Regions from separate parts of the Mus musculus genome. Here regions 1 and 2 are each linked to region 3. A link is a contact called in public Hi-C and HiChIP or PLAC-seq data. All regions are on one chromosome and are shown on one strand. Each heading gives the region's core, a stretch centred on a gene start, on an enhancer-like site or on the middle of the called end of the contact. The rest is flanking DNA. Distances are from core to core; before and after follow the strand shown. Region 1 overlaps Lrrc36 (leucine rich repeat containing 36). Region 2 overlaps Lrrc36 (leucine rich repeat containing 36). Region 3 overlaps Atp6v0d1 (ATPase, H+ transporting, lysosomal V0 subunit D1).

Region 1 (3,522 bases), core at 321-2,820, 89 kb before region 3:
AAAATTTCATCTCATATATTGTTAAATTCTATCTCATATATTGTTAAAAATCTCAACATTTTTGGACTATCTTTACTATTCCCACTTTTTCCTGTTAGGTGTTGTTTTTCTTGCTATGGAGAGCGTCCAAAGTGCTAACTTAATGTAAACACAAGGTCAGACATTTTTGCTTATCATGTGCGCCCGAGATGAGTTCAGGGCCCACACACGTGCCAGGTCCCCAGCATGGTGGACTGTGTCACTAGCACTTGGGGAGCAGAGGTGAGAGGATCAGGAGTTCAAGACCAGCCTGGGCCACATGAGAATCTGTCTCGACCAATAAAGAAAAAAAAAGTTAAAACCATTAACAGTAAATGTTTATTTTTAATAGATTTCCCTAAAGTAGCCTTTTGATATGACTAGACTTTTCTATGCTCTAACCCCAAATCAGGTTAACGTCCCAAATGATCCCGCCTTGTGTCCTTCATACATCCCCGGTCCTTACTCTGTCCTGATCAGAGCTGGCTACAGACTTTCTGAGTGCATGCTTATCCCAGTTGTGATGTCATTTCCTACCAATCACAGGCCACAGATGTTACTCAACTCAAGTCACTGTCCCGGGTGTTGGGCATCCTTACCTCATTAATCAGCCATAGTCTTTTACATCAAAGGAGCCAAGAACTGAGAAACGATTTGGCTGTCTTTATTTCAGTGTGTGTGTGTGTGTGTGTGTGTGTGTGTGTGTGTGTGTGTGGTGCTGGGGATAGAAGCCAGGGCTTTGCACATGCATAGCAAGTGCTCTATCCCTGAGCTAAATCTCTAGCCGGTATTAGCTTTTTTGAAGTCCGCAAGACACAAAGACTAGGAACTAGACTTATATATAAAAAATGCATAATAACGTGTGTCAGGTTGGAATGAATAAAAGCAAATGTGAATTTTACTATACAGATCTATCTGTAATTTCATTATATAAAAAAACAATTAGTACTTGACCCAACAATGACATTTAACTTATATATTCTTAAAATGTTATAGAACATTTATTTTATTTTAAATAGAAGTTTATTATGAATTTTAATTTCTCGATTTTATCTTATCACATATGGTACTTTTTAAACCATCCTGCAGTTTAATCTTCTTTTTGTATTACACGGTACACTAAGTAACATATTTTTATTGTTAACAAATTCTTAAAAACCTCCATGGAAAAATAACGCTGAGGGATCCACTCCTTTTGAATTTGTCCTTGAGGGCCTAGAGATGAGGCTCAATGGTGGAGCACTTACCAGTATGTCCAGGGTCCTGGGGATAATCAAAGAAAAAGAAAAAGGAAACATGAAATTTCCCTGAATATTTCATGTGCTTGCCTTGGACATCATAATATGCAATTCACATCTAAACCAAGAGATGAAAGTTTTGCTACTTTAAAGAGTTATTGATGCTTTATATGTCTGGATCCTTATTGTGTAAGAATCACACAAACGATCCTGGGTCTTGGTTTTGTTTTTGTCTTCTTGAGCCTCTCTCTAGTGACCTGGGCAGTTTGCATGGTTTATCAGGAAACCACAGTCCTCCGATCTCTGCCAGAACCCCCCACGTGGCCACTGTCCTCAGACAGCTCCTGGAGCTGGTGGACAAGCACTGGAATGGCTCTGGCTCCCTCCTCCTGGACAAGAAGTTTCTCGGTAAGTGCATATAGCTCTCTGCACTGAGGAGGGCAGGACCTCGCTTCTGCCCTGTGGTTGGTTTTGTTAAAAGCCATCCAGTTCCCTTACCCCAAAAGGGGAAGCTTATATCACTCGCAGACATTTCCCAGAAACGCCATAAGTAACGAATCTGCATTTTTGTCTCGTTCGTCTTCCCTATTTTTTTTAAATCAGCTGTTTGTCCGATTGCTTTGTAGCAATGGGTTTCTTCTTCTTGTGCTTTGCTTGTGGGTGCTCGTGTGTGGTCTTTGGTAACATGTTGCATGACCAGACATATGTAATAGAAGTAGTTATATTAGTAATTGCAAAACCATTTTATATTCCTTTGAAAGTGCCAGTATTGAGGCCAACAGAAGTTAGGTTTGGCTATCTGAAATTTGCAGAGACTGTTGAAATGTTGATTTTTAAAAATGCAAATGAATTAATGCTCTTGGGCTCTTTTCTGGGGTTAATTCTTAGATGCATGGGCAGAGAGCTTTATAAACGTTGGCTCCAAGTGTTTATCTGTTGTTTGACGGCAAGAGAACTCAAGGGACTTTTACTTGTTAGAAAAGCTCTAAGGAGAAACTAGAAACTTAAACATTGTTTGGGCTGTGTCTTAGTCAGGGTTTCTATTCCTGCACAAACATCATGACCAAGAAGCAAGTTGGGGAGGAAAGGGTTTATTCGGCTTACACTTCCATACTGCTGTTCATCACCAAGGAAGTTAGGACTGGAACTCAAGCAGGTCAGGAAGCAGGAGCTGATGCAGAGGCCATGGAGGGATGTTCTTTACTGGCTTGCTTCCCCTGCTTACTCAGCCTGCTCTCTTCTAGAACCCAAGACTACCAGCCCAGAGATGGCACCACCCACCAGGGGCCTTTCCTCCTTGATCACTAATTGAGAAAATGCCTTACAGTTGGATCTCGTGGAGGCATTTCCTCAACTGAAGCTCCTTTCTCTGTGATAACTCCAGCTGTGTCAAGTTGACACAAAACTAGCCAGTACAGGCTGCAAAAAATATTTTTAATTTTTAAGGGCTGAGGCTATAATTCAGTGGTAGAACAACTGTCCGGCAGGCACAAGCCCCATTCCAGCACTAAAAAACTTTCTTTAAAGATTTTTAGTTTTGGGCTGGAGAGATGGCTCAGTGGTTAAGAGCACTGACTGCTCTTCTGAAGGTCCTGAGTTCAAATCCCAGCAACCACATGGTGGCTCACAACCATCTGTAATGAGATCTGATGCCCTCTTCTGGTGTGTCTGAAGACTGCAACAATGTACTCATATACATAAAATAAATAAACAAATCTTTTTTAAAAAATTAGTTTTATCCAGGCAGTAATGGTGTGTACATCTTTCATCTCAGCACTTGGGAGGCAGAAGCAGGCTGATCTCTGTGAGTTCCAGAATAGCCAGTGCTGTACAGAGAGACCCTGTCTTGAAAAAAAAAAAAAGATTTTAGCTTTAGTTGTGAACATTGGTGTATACATGCGCATATAGGTGCCTCACAGAGACCAGAGAGAGTGTTAGACTCCCTGGAGCTGGAGCTGGAGGCTGTGAACCACCTGATCGGGGTGCTCAAAACTGAACTCTGGTTTTCTTCAAGAGGAGCAAATATTCCTAATTGCTGAACCATCTCGACAAACCCCTACCCCCATATTTTTAATTAAAAAATTATATGGGAAGAGGTCAGAGAGGGTAATATGTATGTGAGCATACTAATATGTTATGTACATGTATGAAACTGTCATGATAAAATCCACCATTATGTATAATCAATATATGCTAGTTTAAAAACTTCTTAATTCTAAAGGGACAGAGAGGATGAAGAAACAGTCTTCTGTGCCACTTCGTGGGA
Region 2 (3,783 bases), core at 272-2,771, 110 kb before region 3:
GTTGCCTTTGCCGTCATAGCCAATCTCGGGTAGGATGAAGACAAAATTGTGAAAATTGTGAAAACACAAATTTAAAGCCAGTCCAATATTTTTTGGCTGCTTTAAAAAAAAAAAATCTTTCTTTCCAGCTGCCAGGGGACCTTGTGTTATACAACCCCAGACCTTTCAAAGCACAAGCTGTATATATATTCAGAGAATTCAGTTTCATTTACATCACCTTACATCATTAGAGCTCCCTAAAATTACACCTCCCATCCCCGAGGCTCCTGCACATTGATTGCGGCGATAATTGAGATAATTGATTTCCTTAGAGACTGGTGAGTCATCTGCATCCATTGCTGCGAATACTCTCAACCTCCCTGGCTTCTCAACCAAGCTCCTCCCCAGCTGCAGAATCTCTTGTGTTTGCAACCTGTAACGTAACTGCCATTAACAGAACAGTATTACATTAGCACAGACAAAAATTCATGACTTAAAATATACAATGAGTTAAAGTATACAATCTCCATTGAGAATAAACTGCCTTAGTAGACAGCCCATTTTCCAAGGGCTTTAGAAACACCACTGTTGGTTTTCCGGTACAAATTAAGGTGATTGTACCACATTAATGGCCACGCCTCAGACTCAGAGAAAGCTTTCTGTTGTATCTGATGCACCCTTGTGAATTAGCCTGCCATTCTTAAACAGATGACCTTCACTTAAGAGAGTTTTATTTGGCCTCAAGGCTTAGTCCCCTTAAAAGACCTATTCAATTGTACATAAAGTCTAAGAAGCAGTAGACTGTGTTCAAAGTCCCAGAAAGAACTCTAGTAACAAGAGACTCACTGTGCAGTTTAGATATTCAATGTCTTCAGTTGCTGACATACAATGCTTCATTTTCCTGACTTTTTAATCTATTCATGTGGACATGACTTTGACAGAGTTTCTTGATAAACCATAATAAGGTAATATTTTCCTTTTCCTTTTTCCCTTTGATGTCTCTGTGCATATAAAAGAGGAGTATGGGTTGTTTGTTTTGAATTTAAAAGCATTTTTATATTTCAAATAGATGCCATTTTGAAATTATTTTGGTAAATGCTGAAGTGCGTGAAGAGCAACATTCCGGTTCCTCAGAGTCTCCCCACAAGCGAGAATCCCAATGACTACGTTGGTTATATAGCCTAGATTTTTTCTCTGGGTACACACATTTATGTATCCATTTTCAGACAGGAAAAGTGCTTTGAAGCACAATTTGACTGGCCCTTATATGAGCTGAATTGAATTAGTCTACATTAACGTAATATAGCATTAGTGTATGTAAAGACTTCACCCCATGAGCTAAAATGTCTTTAAGTTTACAGCTTCTATTGAGAAAAAGCTGCTGCACTAGACAACCCCATTTCCAAAGGTTCTTTGAGGCACCATCTGGTCCCTAATTTTTTTTAATGTAAAATTGATTTAGCTGCTTTGAGACGTTAAAGAGCCTTGCTTCCCACTGCAAATTGTGTTTGTGCTAGGTCCTCGGGGAGGACGGCCAGTAAGCACCATTGGTAATACAATACAATTAATACAGTCCTGCCAAGCTAGGGACATGCCTCAGGCTTTCCTCCAGTTCAGCTTGTACCAACTCAGGTTTTCAAAGTGGTGCTCTTGAACAAGCAGGCAACGAATCCACTGCTTTGGATTCTTGTCCTGTTCTCTTAAGCACGTAATCTTTGACACCCTTCTCACACCCTCGAAATAAGCAATTTAGGCTGTATCTTTAGCCTCCTGCTCTCTCCCCTCCCTTTGTCCTTGCTGATCTAACCCATTTTCATGGTTTTATTTATGAAGTAAATAGATTTATTATTTGTTTCCTAGTCTCTCATTTATTAAAAATATCCGTCTAGCTTGGCATCTGTACCAGTGTCTCTTCTGCACCAGTCCCTCAACTCTGCTAAACTAACTTGAATCATCTCAGCTTAACATTCCAGCCCCTCAAGCTAAAAGTCCCCCCAGAGCAAACAAAGCCCGAACAGCTCTTTGTATTTCATGGAACTCTTCCCAGCTCTGCTATTATCCTGGCTCAGAATCACATGGGTGTTGTCCTGGTTTTCTTCCTATTGCTATGATAAACACCACGACCAACTTGGAGAGGAAAGGATGCCTTTGCCTTACAGGTTCCAATCTCAGTCCATCAGTGAGGAAAGTCAAGCAGGAACCCAGTCAAGCAAGGCAGAAACCTGTAAGCGGGTCCTGAAGCAAAGCCCAGGGGGACCACTGCTTACTCGCTCACTCCCATGGCTTGCTCAGCTTGCTCTGTATTCAGCCTAGAACCAATCTTCCCAGAGGTCACAATGCCACGATGAGCTGGGCCCCCTCACATCAGTCATTCGTAAAGAAAATGCCCCCCTTTTCAGATTTTCAAGCCATTTTCTTGGATGACGGTCCCTCTTCCTGGATGACTTTAGCTTGTGTCAAGTTGACAAAAACAAACAACAAAGCTGCACCAGGTTTGACACTGCTGCTCCTCTGAGTTCTTTTACCCTCCAGTGTGACTCTGAACACTCCTTTCCGTCCCTTAATAGCCTCTGCTTAACAGTTCTGCTTAATATTTACGGAGTACAAATTCTGGCCCAGGGACTGTCTGTGATCTCATCTAATCCACACAACCTTGAAGTCGGTTTGTCAGGTGAAGAAATTGAAACCCAGAGAGGTGAAATAACCTGCCCTACTTACGTAGTAAGTGGCAGAGTGCAGATGCCAAGTGTGACCTATATATCATCAAAGTTCTTCCTCTGCTTTTTTTTTTCCATTCATTTTGTACTTTGATGCCAGATTAATTCTCTTAAAACACAGCTGAGATAATTAATTATACAGTCCTGCGTAAAGATTTGATGGCTCCCACCCAACTACTACATTCATTTTAAACTCCTTAACCCGATATACAGAGTTCCCCAGACCTCGGGTCCCAACCTTTCTTCAGCCTACCCCCGAAGCCTTCTCCCCCACGACCACACTGTGCAATGCCCCAATGAAGCCCGACCTTCCCCTCCTCCCCCAGGTAGTTCTTCCTGTCTCTCGTCTGCAAACTAATGCCTCTGAAAAGCTTGCATCAAATGCCACCTGTTCTTTATGATGCACCTCAATGTCTTTTCATTTAGCAAAACTTTTTAAATTAATCTACAAGCCGGGCGGTGATGGCGCACGCCTTTAATCCCAGCACTTGGGAGGCAGAGGCAGGTGGATTTCTGAGTTCAAGGCCAGCCTGGTCTACAGAGTGAGTTCCAGGACAACCAGGACTGTACAGAGAAGCCCTGTCTCAAAAAACAAAAACAAACAAAAAATCTACAAAAAGATGTTTCTGATTTTTAAAAAACCAAATGCCTATTTTGTTTGTGTGTGTACATGTATTTGGGTGCATGCACACATGTGTATGGAGGCTGGATGTTGATGGGTCTTTCTAATCATTCTCTACCTATATTTTTTCATTTTGCATGTGTTGTGCATGAATGTGTGTACATGTGTGTGCATGTATGTGGGTGCACATGTTTGGGCAGGAGCATAGAAACAAGCCAAAGGGTGATGTCAGCTGTCCTCTTTGGTCATTTTCCATCCTGCATGTTAATTAAGTAGGATCTCTCACTTGAACCCAGAACTTGCCAGTTGCCTGCCCCAGTAGGATCACAGGCAAGCTGCTGTGCCCACCAATACTTGGGTATGTGCTAGGGATCCAAACCCTGGCCCTTATGCTTGCATGACATGTGCTCTAACCACTGGGTAATCTCATCAGCCCTTTTAATCTCTCTCTCTCTCTCTCTCTCT
Region 3 (3,539 bases), core at 73-2,572:
CTATTGCCTGCATTTCTACCTCCACATTGTAATAACCTTGAGACTAGACAAGTGCACAATCTTTGTAAAAGAAACATGGAAGAGAGGTTTTAGGTCAGCTGGCGGAAAGCTTACCTAGCATATACGAAGTCCTGGGTTCATTTCCTAACACTGTACAAACCCAGGTGTGATGACACATACCTATAATACTAGCATTTGGAGGCAGAAGTAGTTCAGTTGCTCAAGGCCATCTTAGGCTATAAGACCCTGTCTTGATAAAGAAAAGAAAAACAGAACTAGGGGGTGGGGTACAGACAGGACAATACTTTATCTTAGAACACTTGTCTAGTAGTTCCTTACAGCCATGCTGCTTCATAAGTCTGCCAGCTTTTCTGAATTACTTTGAGAAGCATAACTTTCTTCTTTTCTCCTCCCTTATTTAAGCATATTTTTCTTAACATACTGGGCTTCACTCCTCTAATGCCCCATTTCCCACCATGGAGCTCTGTATGCTGCCAAATGGCTGACCTCCACAATGGTTTAACTCAAACTGCATGGCTGTTTTTCCTTTTCCATTCTCCTCCTCCAGGCAGCTACTGAGATTTACAACTTGCTTGCCCTGGGGTTTTTCTTTGAAACTCTTATAAAATTGTCCTCTTAAATAAACTTTGGCTTCACTTGACTTTCAAAAAGAAAAAAGGAAAAAGAAAGATTATTAATGCCTCTGAAATGGTTTTTGTGGGTATGAAACAAATGGTTAAAAATATGAGCTATCCCACCTAATAAGTACTGAAATGAAGCAGACTTCATTTACCATGTCATAGTCGTGTCCTGATTTATATATTTGTATCTACCAGCAAACATGTTGCTACCGGAGCCTGAGGGACCAACATGAACAAGGGGTTTTGGTCCAGGGCCACCAAGTTCTCAAACGTTTACTACAAGAAGTTCTAGAGCTGACAGCAGCTAGGCCAAACTGTCTGTTTATCCATGCAGTCATAGCAGTCAGCCTAAAATTCTCTTCAGGTCAAAAGACTTCCTCTTCAGCTCCCTAGAGATCAAGACAGGCACAGGAAGGCTCCAGAGTAAAACTCAGTCCTCTGACTGGAGTGCCTCCTGTCACTGGCCCCATCAGTTCCCAGGGTAGCAAGCCCACTACCCTACTGGATCCCCTGATCCTTCATTCCTAAAGCATTGAGGATCCAGGCCCCTGCACACTCTGTCCTTCTAAGCCCTGGCACATGCTCTGGGAAGATTCCCGAGGCAAGCTATCAACTCCCACTGGGGATCCTGAAGATAAGCTCTCCAACAGCATGACACTTCCTCTATCCCAGACTTTGCCTTACATCACAAAACTTCTCTCTCAGAAGACTAGCTCAGCAACTTCCCCAACTGCCAAATACTTTCTCTTTAACAACCAGATAGTCTTCATCAAATACCTGGTACTCCAGTGAGAGTTTTCACCTCAGAAGGCCTGGACATACACAGGCTATGCAATGGTCTCCTTCCCATGCCAGGAGCAATCTTTGTGCTGGACCTCTCAGACATGTCAATTTCAAAGGCTTATCAATTAAAAGCCAGAACCTTGTCCAGAGTCTCACAGTCAAGAGTATAGAGAGGCTAGGATATCAGGCAGGCCTGGTGGGACTCTGTCAGTCCCCACCTCGGCTGTCTTTTGTTCTCTGAGCCTCCTTGAACACATTGGTAGAGCAGACCTTTTAGGTATAGAACCAGCTGTCCAAACAGCCTTTAAAGCCAGAAGAGTTGACCACTGGCTTGCAGACCACCTGGACACTCACTGCCCACTTGTCAATAGTAGGCATAGGCCCACACTCTCATGACTCAGTGACAAATCCCACTAGCATCACTTTTGACATCAACCATTACTAAAGAAGGTAGGAAAATATGCTTGGGGTTGAGCAGAACAAAGCTAGAATGCTCCTTTGTACAGCCCCACCCCTGGGACTTCACACAAGCTTCAGAGCAGACACCCCTGTGCTTCCATTGCTGCATTCTGCTGACACTGCATCGGGAGAAGCCACGGCTCTGAGCACTGCTGGAATGCAGGCGGCTGGGTGGTTTCTGCTGGAGTTTGTCAGATCAGAGCAAACCCGGGAGACTCTACTGAGAATCCTGCCCAAGGCTGGAAGAGTCTGCCTTACCAGGAAACTCATTTTTAAAAGCCCCCAGAGACAATGTCAAAGGGCCAGTTCCAGACCACTTTCTCTGGCTAAGACCCACATTTCCCTGTGACCAAGGGAAAAGGGACAGCCTGCCAGCCAAGGCAACTGGAGGGAGGGAGACAGGCTGATTCCTTAGCTCGCCCACGAGGGGACCACACAGGGCTTCTAAACCAGTTCTGACCCTGTTGGAGAAACCTGGCGCCCAGAAACAGTGGCTGGCAACCCTAAGCCCTTCAGACAGGCCTGGCCAGGGCTAGGACAAGCTGGGTTAGAATTCTCTCTCCTCAGCTTCCTGCTATTTCTGAAGGTTGTGGAGGAGGGGATGTGACTGGGAATAGAATCCAAGCATTAGGAGAGGCCTGGAACTTATAGATGCCTAGTGGGAGACTTAGCCACCCGGCCCTAGCCCAGCCCCTCAAGGGCACCCGAGGACAACAGGGGCTAGGTTTGCTATGGGACCTGGGCTCAGCAGCCTAACAGCATCAGTGACAGTCCTTGAGAGGACCAGGCATGACTGGTTTGAGGTATGAGCTGTGTTCTAGTTACAGTAGACTCTGGGGACAACACTGGTCTACCCACAAGCCCAGCTGTCTACCCCAAATTCTATCAGTGGCCCAGTGCCAAGTGTCTGGACAGTTGGGATGTCTGACAGTAAAAGACTTCCTCAGAGGCTGATTCTCAAATTGAAGAAGATGCTGCTGCGATCAGGAAAGTCTTGCTTTAGTGTGAGGTTAAACCCTAGCTCAGAGGAGACAGATTAATTCAGTGTCTACTCTGGGCTTGCTCCTCCCCAGCCCACCTCCAGAACCACCCTAAACCACCTATGCTTCCTACGTTCCTGTCTCAGATGTTCTGAGACATGACCTCCAACTCCCAGTGCCGGAAAGGCATCCTATTCTACTCCTCAGTTTCCAAGCTCAGAGTGAAGTCACCCAACTCCAATATGTCACTAACACCTTTCTTCCAGGCTCTGTGGCCCTGGAGCTACAGCTCTGTTTCTCCCAAAAGCCCATGGTCTCGGACTCTCAGCCCTTACACTGCTTTAGCCCTCGACTCGACGACTCTCTGACTTAACAGTTACCTTCCTATCATCCCTGAAAATGCTCCAGGGAAGTCCATAGGAGACCTTACTAAAAAGCCCTGAATTGGAAGTTTCCTCAGGCCAGGCTAGGAAGACTGAACAGGAAGAGACACCCCCACCCTAGAAACCAAGAGCCTCTGTCCTCCTCTTCCACAGGGTAGCCTCTGTCATCCTTGAGTTGAGTGTCAAATGCCACTGATCCAGGTCCAGCAGAGAGCTCTCTGAAGGTACCTGGGAAGACCACAGCCTAATACCCACCTGGCACAGCTATTCAGCTTATAAGCTTGCACCAGCTT

The links. A called contact is a pair of places that touch in the nucleus more often than the background predicts. HiChIP or PLAC-seq counts read pairs in DNA pulled down with a chosen protein or histone mark.
Region 1: a contact with region 3 is called in an H3K4me3 HiChIP or PLAC-seq map of bone marrow-derived macrophages, with 2.1 times the contacts expected there. The contact joins two enhancer-like sites. A contact is called at or near these places in 1 of 39 promoter capture datasets (embryonic stem cells), 2 of 15 datasets of contacts at CTCF or cohesin (the NIH/3T3 cell line and embryonic stem cells), 23 of 484 Hi-C or Micro-C datasets (DN3 thymocytes, the G1E-ER4 cell line, the HPC-7 cell line and 10 more), 5 of 115 datasets of contacts at active chromatin or transcription factors (bone marrow-derived macrophages, embryonic stem cells, fibro-adipogenic progenitors and 1 more) and 3 of 9 other capture datasets (adipose tissue, liver and pancreatic islet).
Region 2: a Hi-C map of uterus shows a contact between it and region 3, with 2.2 times the contacts expected there. The contact joins two enhancer-like sites. A contact is called at or near these places in 1 of 39 promoter capture datasets (embryonic stem cells), 1 of 15 datasets of contacts at CTCF or cohesin (embryonic stem cells), 40 of 484 Hi-C or Micro-C datasets (DN3 thymocytes, the G1E-ER4 cell line, LSK cells and 13 more), 4 of 115 datasets of contacts at active chromatin or transcription factors (embryonic stem cells and microglia) and 2 of 9 other capture datasets (adipose tissue and embryonic stem cells).

Annotation. Positions count from the first base shown.
Region 1 is chr8:105,453,696-105,457,217 of GRCm38.p6, forward strand. Lrrc36 (leucine rich repeat containing 36) reads left to right here. Exons shown (of 14, transcript NM_001170788.1): 10 at 1,499-1,664. Among named protein-coding and RNA genes, the nearest start is that of Tppp3, 16 kb to the right of the region's middle. Within about 2 kb of position 1,571, at least 69 of the 459 cell types and tissues checked have an H3K27ac peak or open chromatin away from gene starts, as enhancers often do. A contact at or near this core is called in adipose tissue, bone marrow-derived macrophages, granulocyte-monocyte progenitors and 1 more, where this site is marked.
Region 2 is chr8:105,431,655-105,435,437 of GRCm38.p6, forward strand. The region is part of intron 5 of Lrrc36 (leucine rich repeat containing 36); the gene reads left to right. Among named protein-coding and RNA genes, the nearest start is that of Lrrc36, 20 kb to the left of the region's middle. Within about 2 kb of position 1,522, at least 22 of the 459 cell types and tissues checked have an H3K27ac peak or open chromatin away from gene starts, as enhancers often do. A contact at or near this core is called in uterus, where this site is marked.
Region 3 is chr8:105,542,714-105,546,252 of GRCm38.p6, forward strand. All of the region lies in intron 1 of Atp6v0d1 (ATPase, H+ transporting, lysosomal V0 subunit D1), which reads right to left. Among named protein-coding and RNA genes, the nearest start is that of Atp6v0d1, 22 kb to the right of the region's middle. Within about 2 kb of position 1,323, at least 87 of the 459 cell types and tissues checked have an H3K27ac peak or open chromatin away from gene starts, as enhancers often do. A contact at or near this core is called in adipose tissue, bone marrow-derived macrophages, granulocyte-monocyte progenitors and 2 more, where this site is marked.